Regions from separate parts of the Xenopus tropicalis genome. Here region 1 is linked to region 2. The links are chromatin contacts, called in public Hi-C maps. All regions are on one chromosome and are shown on one strand. The core of a region is the stretch at or near the end of the contact, and the rest is flanking DNA. Distances in the headings are between cores, read along the strand shown.

Evidence for each region. A called contact is a pair of places that touch in the nucleus more often than the background predicts.
Region 1: a Hi-C map of gastrula embryo shows a contact between it and region 2, with 3 times the contacts expected there. The contact joins two enhancer-like sites. A contact is called at or near these places in 3 of 5 Hi-C or Micro-C datasets (brain, gastrula embryo and neurula embryo).

The regions. Positions count from the first base shown.
Region 1 is chr8:103,481,433-103,485,792 of UCB_Xtro_10.0, reverse strand. It overlaps kiaa0586 (protein TALPID3), which reads left to right. Exons shown (of 32, transcript XM_002933744.5): 18 at 499-624; 19 at 2,225-2,305. Among named protein-coding and RNA genes, the nearest start is that of kiaa0586, 25 kb to the left of the region's middle. Within about 2 kb of position 2,317, at least 3 of the 11 cell types and tissues checked have an H3K27ac peak or open chromatin away from gene starts, as enhancers often do. A contact at or near this core is called in gastrula embryo, where this site is marked.
Region 2 is chr8:103,130,092-103,134,606 of UCB_Xtro_10.0, reverse strand. It overlaps LOC100486031 (potassium channel subfamily K member 16), which reads right to left. Exons shown (of 5, transcript XM_031892121.1): 5 at 3,492-4,515. The coding sequence ends at 4,453. Among named protein-coding and RNA genes, the nearest start is that of daam1, 31 kb to the right of the region's middle. Within about 2 kb of position 1,481, at least 3 of the 11 cell types and tissues checked have an H3K27ac peak or open chromatin away from gene starts, as enhancers often do. A contact at or near this core is called in gastrula embryo, where this site is marked.

The DNA of each region.
Region 1 (4,360 bases), core at 1,068-3,567, 350 kb before region 2:
GATGTCTTTATTTAAAGGGGCCCTGTAAGAAAAAAACCGAATTGCTTGCATTATAAAATGCACTAAGCAACTTTCCAGTGTACATTGTTTAAGCATATTTGGTTTCTTTAAAGTAAATTGTACATGAAATACTATTGACATAGTCTGATTGCATTTTCTACACCCCAGGCTGTGACTTCTAATACAATATTGTAACAGCCAACTGATTAACAGACGTGGAGAAGAACTGACTTCAGCTACATTGTTTCAAAAGTCAGACCTAGGTATCAGAAAGAGATATATGAATGCTTCTTCCAATTCCATTAACAAATTTAAAACCATTGCACTTAATAATGCTTATTGGAAAGTTGCTTAGAATTGCAATTTTTTTTCCATCAAGCAAGAACAGTTTTGGGTTGGAAGACCCCTTTAAGTCAAATGTAGCAACTTCCATGGTTGGAATAGATCTGTTTATCATAATTAAGCATTCTTTATCTGGCATGCCTTTTCTCTGTTCAGGTGCTTCCCTGTGTTGATATTGACAGCGTAGCAAGCGAGAGCACCAGTGTGAGCCAAATGTCTCCCAATCAAGAAACAACTCCTCCTCCTACTTCCAATCCTGCTCCGATAAATCCTGACATACAGGTATTGTATTCATTTTACTCTGCCTCAGAACAATCAAATATGTAGAACATTATCAAATTCCAGAACTTTGGCTAACTGGTTTATTATTGTTTAGTCTGTAAGGAGAAGGAAAACTGTAGTGCAAGTCTTTGTAAGTGCAGTTTTATCAGTGGTATTTTTAACAGATCTTAAAGGTTATATTAGGTTCTGAACAGAGCTGGGCCAAGGTATTTGTGTCCAAGGCAATACTACTTGGCCAGGTGCCCTGGTATGTCCACAGTTTATAACAGGATTTAAAAGGTTTCTGCAAGGTTTGAAATCCATTTTGGATGAATTTAAAGCTACTGTACAAACTGAGGCACTAATAACAATGTACATGAAAACTGGAGCTCATTTTATATAAAAACTTCTGGACAGAAAAGGTTAATTTCACAGGGGTCCATTAAACCTCTTAGTACAACTAGAACAAATACATTATTCATATTTAATCATTCATATGGCTCAGCAGCATACTCATCTGTGAGCTCTCCCTTATTCCAAAGGTAATTTATTCATTCTTCATTTTGGCCCTGGCACCTTTTCAGTAATGCCATCAAATCTTGTTAGCTTTTAAGTAATGGAAAACATCTGTACATTTTGTGATAAAACCTGGCTGTTGCCATAACATCAGACAAAAGCTTCAGCTGCAGTGAGAGTTCGAACTTGTTCTACAACTCGGGAGTTCAGAGAGATCTGAGAACTAAAACATTAAGGCAGATGCATCTATTGACTAAAAACGGTTAAAGATGTCTTACAAAAAAAGAAAGGTTATTTACACACTGTTATTCATGCAGTCGTGAGAAAGTACACCCCATGTCTGTTTTTCTTTTCTTTTTTTTTCTTCCATATGTGGTGGACATATCAATATTTGATCTTCATCCAAACAGTACATAAAAATAAAGGAGATATAATTGATCTGAAAAGGACCATTGACCTTGCAGCCATTAATTCATAAAGAAATGAATAGAAAAGTAATTTCCTTCTTTGGGAAGAGTACATCCTTGGCTTTAATAGCTAATTAATTCTAATTTAAGCTATAGTTTATATAAATAAGCTGCTGTGTAGCCATGGGAGCAGCCATTCAAGCTGGGAAAAAGGAGAAAATGCACAGGTTACATAACAAATAACAGATAAGCTCAATAGAATACAATGGGAATCTATGCAGTTTATCTGTTATGTAACCTGTGCCTTTTCTCCTTTTTTCAGTTTGAATGGCTACCCCATTGCTACATAGTAGCTTTGTTTATATGCACTATAGTAGGGTTTCTGAAGCAGACACACAACCTTTGCCAGTGTGGGCCAATTGTAAATAATATATTAATTACTTTGATACGCTTTCATTTTTTGGTGTTACTGTTCCTTTAACCTCAGAGAATCCTTATGGAGAAAACCCACTGTACAAGTAGGACTTTGTCTTGATAAAGCATAACAAGAAGTCTGTTTATTTTCTTTCCCTATCTACAGTATAATGGCTGTCTTTTTTCTAACTAACTTACACAGATTTGTTACAAAGATTATTTGTTTTATGTTCCTGTATACTTAAAGTATCCATGTTTATAATGACTCCTTTAATTTCCTTAAGCTTCCAATACGTGTAGAAACAGAAGAGGAGGTCCTTGCATTTCCAGGCACTTCCTTTGTCCAAGTGTCAGAGATCACTCAGGTAACCTGGAGAAAAGCACACATTTGTGTCTGGCTAAACAAGCGTTTGCTGTTTACTTTGTGGCTACGCTTGAATAGTCAGGGGAGTAATTGTTGTTGCAGTTTCTGCTCTAATACGTAAACACTGTAAGCATCACTTAGCCTTCTCAGTCTACATACACCTGCACTGTTTCTAAATATCATTAGTTTCATAGGCTAAACATAAAGACCTAAACCATTCGTTGGAGATCTACAAAACTGAAACCTAATATGCCATTCTATAAACAAGCAGATATACTGCATCGGTTTGTTATCATCAGCAGCCTCGGGAGGGCTTGGTAGGTTTGTTGGTTGCCTGTACTCTCAGACAAATACATTCAGGAATTAAGTATTAATATTCCCCTGCATTTTACTTTGCTTTAATATGTAGCTGGGAGTGACATCTAATAAAATGCTTAACAGTGCATGGATGTCTCTTAAATATTCAGTCCTGTACAGTTTTACTGTCCACTAATAGTGGACATCAAGCATTAATTTTAATAAATACATATGGATATACACAGTTACAGATATTAACTGCAATGTTAAGACACAGGCAGAGTCAGGAGGGTTGATATTGTTTGTTCCAAATTTAAAACTTATCAAAAAACATTTACAAAATCAGACTTGTCGACTTCAGGACCTGATTATTGGAAATTACATTTGTTTTTTCAACACACACTATGGGGCACATTTACTAACCCACGAACGGGCCGAATGCGTCCGATTGCGTTTTTTTCGTAATGATCGGTAATTTTGCGATTTTTTCGGCGTCTTTACGATTTTTGCGTAAAAACGCGAGTTTTTCGGCGTCTTTACGATTTTTGCGTAAAAACGCGAGTTTTTCGTAGCCATTACGAAAGTTGCGCAAAGTCCCGATTTTTTCGTAGCGTTAAAACTTGCCTTTTAAGTTTTAACGCTACGAAAAAGGCGCAACTTTGCGCGCAAGTGTTAACGCTACGAAAAAATCGCGACTTTGCGCAACTTTCGTAATGGCTACGAAAAACTCGCGTTTTTACGCAAAAATCGTAAAGACGCCGAAAAAATCGCAAAAAATACGAAAAAGACGCAAAATGTTCGTTTCCAATCGGAATTTTTCCAATTCGGATTCGAAATCATGTCTTCGTAAATCAGCCCCTATGTGTGGGTTATACAGCCACCTGAGCTTCCAGACCTAAGTCATTAAGCATTGCTAAAGTTGCTTCTTGCTGTTTCCATGTGGATGTGCACAGCAACCCAGCTTCCTAAGCACTCTGTTATTAGTCAGGCCAGGAATTTCAGACAGTGGTTTGGAGAAAAAAAGAGGATCTTTCTATTTAGTTCAGTTGTAGAGTGACCCAAACCAAAACTAAAACCCGTTAATAACTACCAGATGTATGCAGCCTGGCCCAGGTGCTTTGTACATATAAAATCCCCTTCACTTCATTCTTTGATAAACATTTAGTAAAAACATCTGCAATGATAAACTCACCTAGGCTATATAATTTACAGTGGAAACTCATGTTTTTTTAGATATTATATTTGCCAGTACCCCCATTAAGAATTCTATTAAGCAGAGCAGGATGTTTAATGTTTGCGATACTGACAACTAACATTATACCGATTCTTTGTGCATCCATAAAAAGGGTGCTATGGTAAAATTTTTAATTTTACAATTTGAGACAAAGAGACTGCTTCAACAAATTTGTATTTGCCTTCCCTATGCATCAACCAAGGGCTAAACAAAACAGGAGATTTTGATCAGATTTTGCTGATCAGGCTTTATGTGCCCCACAAAAACTTGTTACACAACAGCACAAGATTTTGTAGGATCCTGAAAAATCTGATCCCAACAGCTGTATTGCAAGTCAGATCAGATAAACTCGGATGGTGGGTTTTGTTCCTGCATCTACATCATACAATTGTATTTCAATAAGAGAAAAAAGCCTTTCAGACACCATCAAATACTATCTTGTCAAATGCAGGCAGCATGCAGTGTTTCTTTCTGACAGGGGTGTTGTGTTGAATGGAAAACATAGTTTTACACATCAGTCCCACT
Region 2 (4,515 bases), core at 232-2,731:
ACTACATATGTTCCAGTTATGAAAAAAAGAGGTTTCTCCCACCCACCTCCGAGCTCAGGATTTCTATCAACCCAATGAACTGAGCCTCTGTATGGGTCATACAGACGGCATGTAAAGTATTTCTTCTATGCAAATATCTTTTTCAGTAATGCATATTTGTATTTACAAATATGAGCAAAAGCTGCCACACAGCTTCACTCTACTGAGGCATTCTACAAAGGATGTCATCAGTGTATCAATCACAGTTACAGGGGAATGTTCTTTTGGAGAATGTCTCAGCACTAACAAGCATTATGGCCGCTCCTTGTCATGTAAATGCAAATATGTAAGAAGAAATGTTGTGCACACAGAAGAAGCTATGTTCACATAATTTAATGTAAGGTAAAGTAAATTGTGTAATTTTTTTTTAATGAACTTATTGTAGCAATTATAGTGATTTGGTGTATAAAATGTACTTTTGAAATGAAATGCATGGATGTTTATGTTATTGGTATAGCTGGTATATGTTATTGGTATAGCTGTTATAGCCATAACCCAAAATACAAAAATAGATATAGTCAATTGCAAGGAACCACTTGAAGTCACATAGTCAAAGTTCCCCACAATAAAAAAAAAACCAAATATTGGAGCACAATTCTGAACTGCAGTCTCAATAGACTCCCTATGTACAGTTATACAGTGCAGCAATTAAAGCTCCGAAATTACTTTGAACGATGGTACAAATCATTGTAGCCTTTTGTCAACAGAGAGAGAAAGTAAATTTGATGGTACTTTATTCTTACATTAGAGGAATAACAGAGGACCGGGTGAGGTGTGGCTGTCAACCAAATATTTCATCAATCACCAGCTAAACTGAAGACAAAGGAAAGCAGCAGGGCAGGGCTGCTCCCAAAGGCTGGCTACTGAGTTCTGTATGTGGTTAAGGGTTGACATCTAGTGGTGATTAGGAGATACAACTGAATGCAAACTAAACAAAGGCATGTCTGCAGGAAGAAGAGAATATAAGATCAAGCAGAAAGGATAGAAAGAGAAGAACTGAGATGAAAACTAGGGCAAAAAGAAAAAAGAAAAAGGGAATATAAACCAGTAACAAGCTATAGAAAGAAATTAGAAAAATGTTCAAGAAAGTGAAGAGTCAAAGTAAAGAGGGAAAGTATAAATGAGGAGAAAAACAAAAAGAAATGAAGAGGAAAATAAAGGATCATAGTGTCAAAGGGTAATAAGCAAAAAGTGCGGAAGGAAAGCCCAGGGATACACAAGGGGGTATTCACAATGCCCCAAGCTGTGTCCAAAGTGCAAAAAAGGCAGCAATTGTCCATTTTTTTGCCACTGCATAGGGCATTGTGTGATAATTATAAAAGAACAGTGATTATCCTTTATAAAAGCCCAAAACAATGTAATATACAAAGCAGCTGCACCTGAAAAGCAAGACAAAGAACCTCACTAAAATTTGCAATTTAAAAATCACAGTCCCAAGTGTGCTTGAACAAGTTTGTGTATGTTATGCTAAGGTTGCTAGTTGCAAATGAAATAAACCTGTGAATAGCCGCAGAGACCTGTGGACTGGAGTTAGAACCTAGCGCAGCCTATGTTAAATTGTACTAGATTCAAAAGGGCTTAGGGGAGACAATCTTTAACTCAAATCGCAATACAGTGACGGGCACATTTATCAAAGTACAATTGATTCCAAACACAACATTTTTTAATTTTTTCTAATTTATAGAACTGTGCATATTTTCTGTGTTTTTTTCGTTAATTTGTGCGACTTTTTTTGTACTTTGCGACAAATTTTACGCGACAAAATCGTGTTTGTCGCAATGAGTACGAAAGTTTCGAATTCATTAAAGCTTCGTTATCATGACTTTCATTTGGCCAGGTTGGAGCTGCAGAGTGCCATTGAGTCCTATGAGAGACTTCCAAAAACATGCACAGAAGGATCAAAGAAGGTTTTCCCACCGTTTATGATCGTTCTGATACGAAACTTTCATGACTTTCAGATCGCCAATACGATATTATTGTGACTATTACAATTTTTTCGTAAGTATTTTCGTGACATTTACGATCATCAGAAATGATCGTATTTAATCCGAATTTTACCCATTTCGGGATCCGAACTCGTACTTTGATGAATCTGCCCCTAAATCTGCTAAAAGTTATTTCAACACTAAAAAAATTCAATAGGAATGCCACCAATATGTATTCATGCACCTTTGCTACCATCAAGCACAAGCTACTGTTTTATTGTTACAATTAAAAGTTAGAATGATTTACTTATCATGGACTCTAACTGATAGATAGCCTTCCCATAATTTTGAGATTTTTGAATAATGGGCTTCCAGATAAGGGATTCCTTTAGGGCTCTGGCACACGGGGAGATTAGTTGCCCGCGACAAATCTCCCTTGTCACGGGCGATTAATCTCCCCAAATTACCATCCCACCGGCGAACATGTAAGTCGCCGGTGGGATGTTACACGCTGCGCAGGCGATTTGCCGAAATCACGCCGCCGTGTGTGCCATCCCACCGGTGACTTACATTTTCGCCGGTGGGATGGTAGTTCGGGGAGACTACATTGTCGCCGGTGGGATGGCAACTGATGGCAACTCGGGGAGATTAGTCGCCGCGAACAGGGAGATTTGTCGCGGGTGACTAATCTCCCTGTGTGCCAGAGCCCTTAATGTTGTAATTAAAGGCACTTTGTCCTGGTCTAGTTACCCACAGTATTAATCACAGCTGACCAGTAAATGCTACCTGCTATGGGTTACTAAACACAAATACAAGAGTATTGTAGAAATGATACCTATATTGGCTAACCATAAAAATACACTGCAAGTTTTTGGAGCTCTAAGGCCCCTTCATCAGGCAAAATACAAATGAAATCTGGAAGGGCACAACATATATACTGTTAGATCAGAGATAAGTGTTCAATACATTAGGAACTTACAAACAGACAGAGATAACTTGTGAAGATAATAAAAGGACATGAAGGTGTTAATTCTAAAAGGGAAAGTTAAAACTAAACAAAAAAAAAAAGATTTATGAATTAAAATGTATGGAGTTATTTAACACATTAAGACTGGGCCTTAATTTGGGGTCAGGTTTCATGTCACACTGTGTGACCTGACCGAATCCACACCCCTGGAGTATTTACAACCCACCCTAATAAACATTAATTACTTATATATTATTTTCACAAGTTTTCTCTTTTCTATCTGTAAGTTCCTAATGTATTGTTCATGAACACTTCTCTCTGATCTAACAGTATATATGTGCCATTCCAGTTTTCATTTGTATTTTGCCTGACGAAGGGGCCTTAGAGCACCGAAAGCTTGCAATGCATTACTATTGTTAGCCAATATAGGTATCATTTCTACTATAATTTTGTATTTTGTATTTATTGTTCTTGCTACTAGCTAACACGGTACTACAGTTTTTGTTTTATTACATTACTTCAAAAGTGTTTCAGAAAGGACGTTGTGCTGCAAACCTTTCTTGGCTCTTTTTTTTTATTTATACTAATACAACATTGTACATGAAATATACATTCTGTGGTTTTAAATAGGTAAGGTAACAAAAATAGCTATACAGAACAGACAATGCAGGTGAAAAGTAACAAAAATATATCTATTTGCGAACATCAGTACAAAATACGATTTATAAATTGCATTTATTTAAGTGACTTTTGCTTTTTGATGCAAAACAGAACTAGCTGGAGAAGGCAGAGATGAATGCCAGAGCCATCCCAAATCACACCACTTAGCACCCCCTAAACATATTAATTTCCCCTATCTTGTATCTTGAAAGCAAGTTTTGTGGGTGACATCTCTTTCCGATTCATGTCCTCTTCTTGGTGATCACCAACATTGAGCATCTATAGTTGAATCAGGTTCAATTCACATGCTCCTGTTCACAAGAATATAATTGATTTGTCAAATATAAGCACTATAAGCAGTAGCTTAACTATATGGGGGGCAGACCTTGTGGCCCCCCTGTGGTATTGAGAAGATCATGACAGACACAAAATTGTGGATGACCCTCAACCAGCAATTTTACATGCATCTTGGGTGATCCACAATTTTGGGCTTGGGTGGAGGACCTAGGCCTCTGGAATTATACCACTGATTGCAAAACTTCAATGAATTGCTCATAATAATCCAACAAGGAGTGTAACAAATATTCTGTTAAAACTGGGCATTATCCTATTAGTTGTCCCTCCATAGTTCCAGCATGCATGTTTGTAGCTATATTCTAGAACATGTATGTCCAAATAGCGTCCCAAAGATCACATGTGGCGTCTTTAAATGGCTCTGTGGAATTCTTTGTATAATTTCTTTGCAAAATACTGTATAAAGGGCCCAGTGCACTGGAAATGTTGGACAGCACTGCGCTAAAGCAATAGTTTTTTTCCCAGCATGTTAGCCACACAGCTTCTTCTGTCCAGATCCTCTCAAGTTTAAAAGTCATAATTTGCCATTTTTCCTGATTGTTCCCCAGGGATATTGCAGTTGTTTGAATC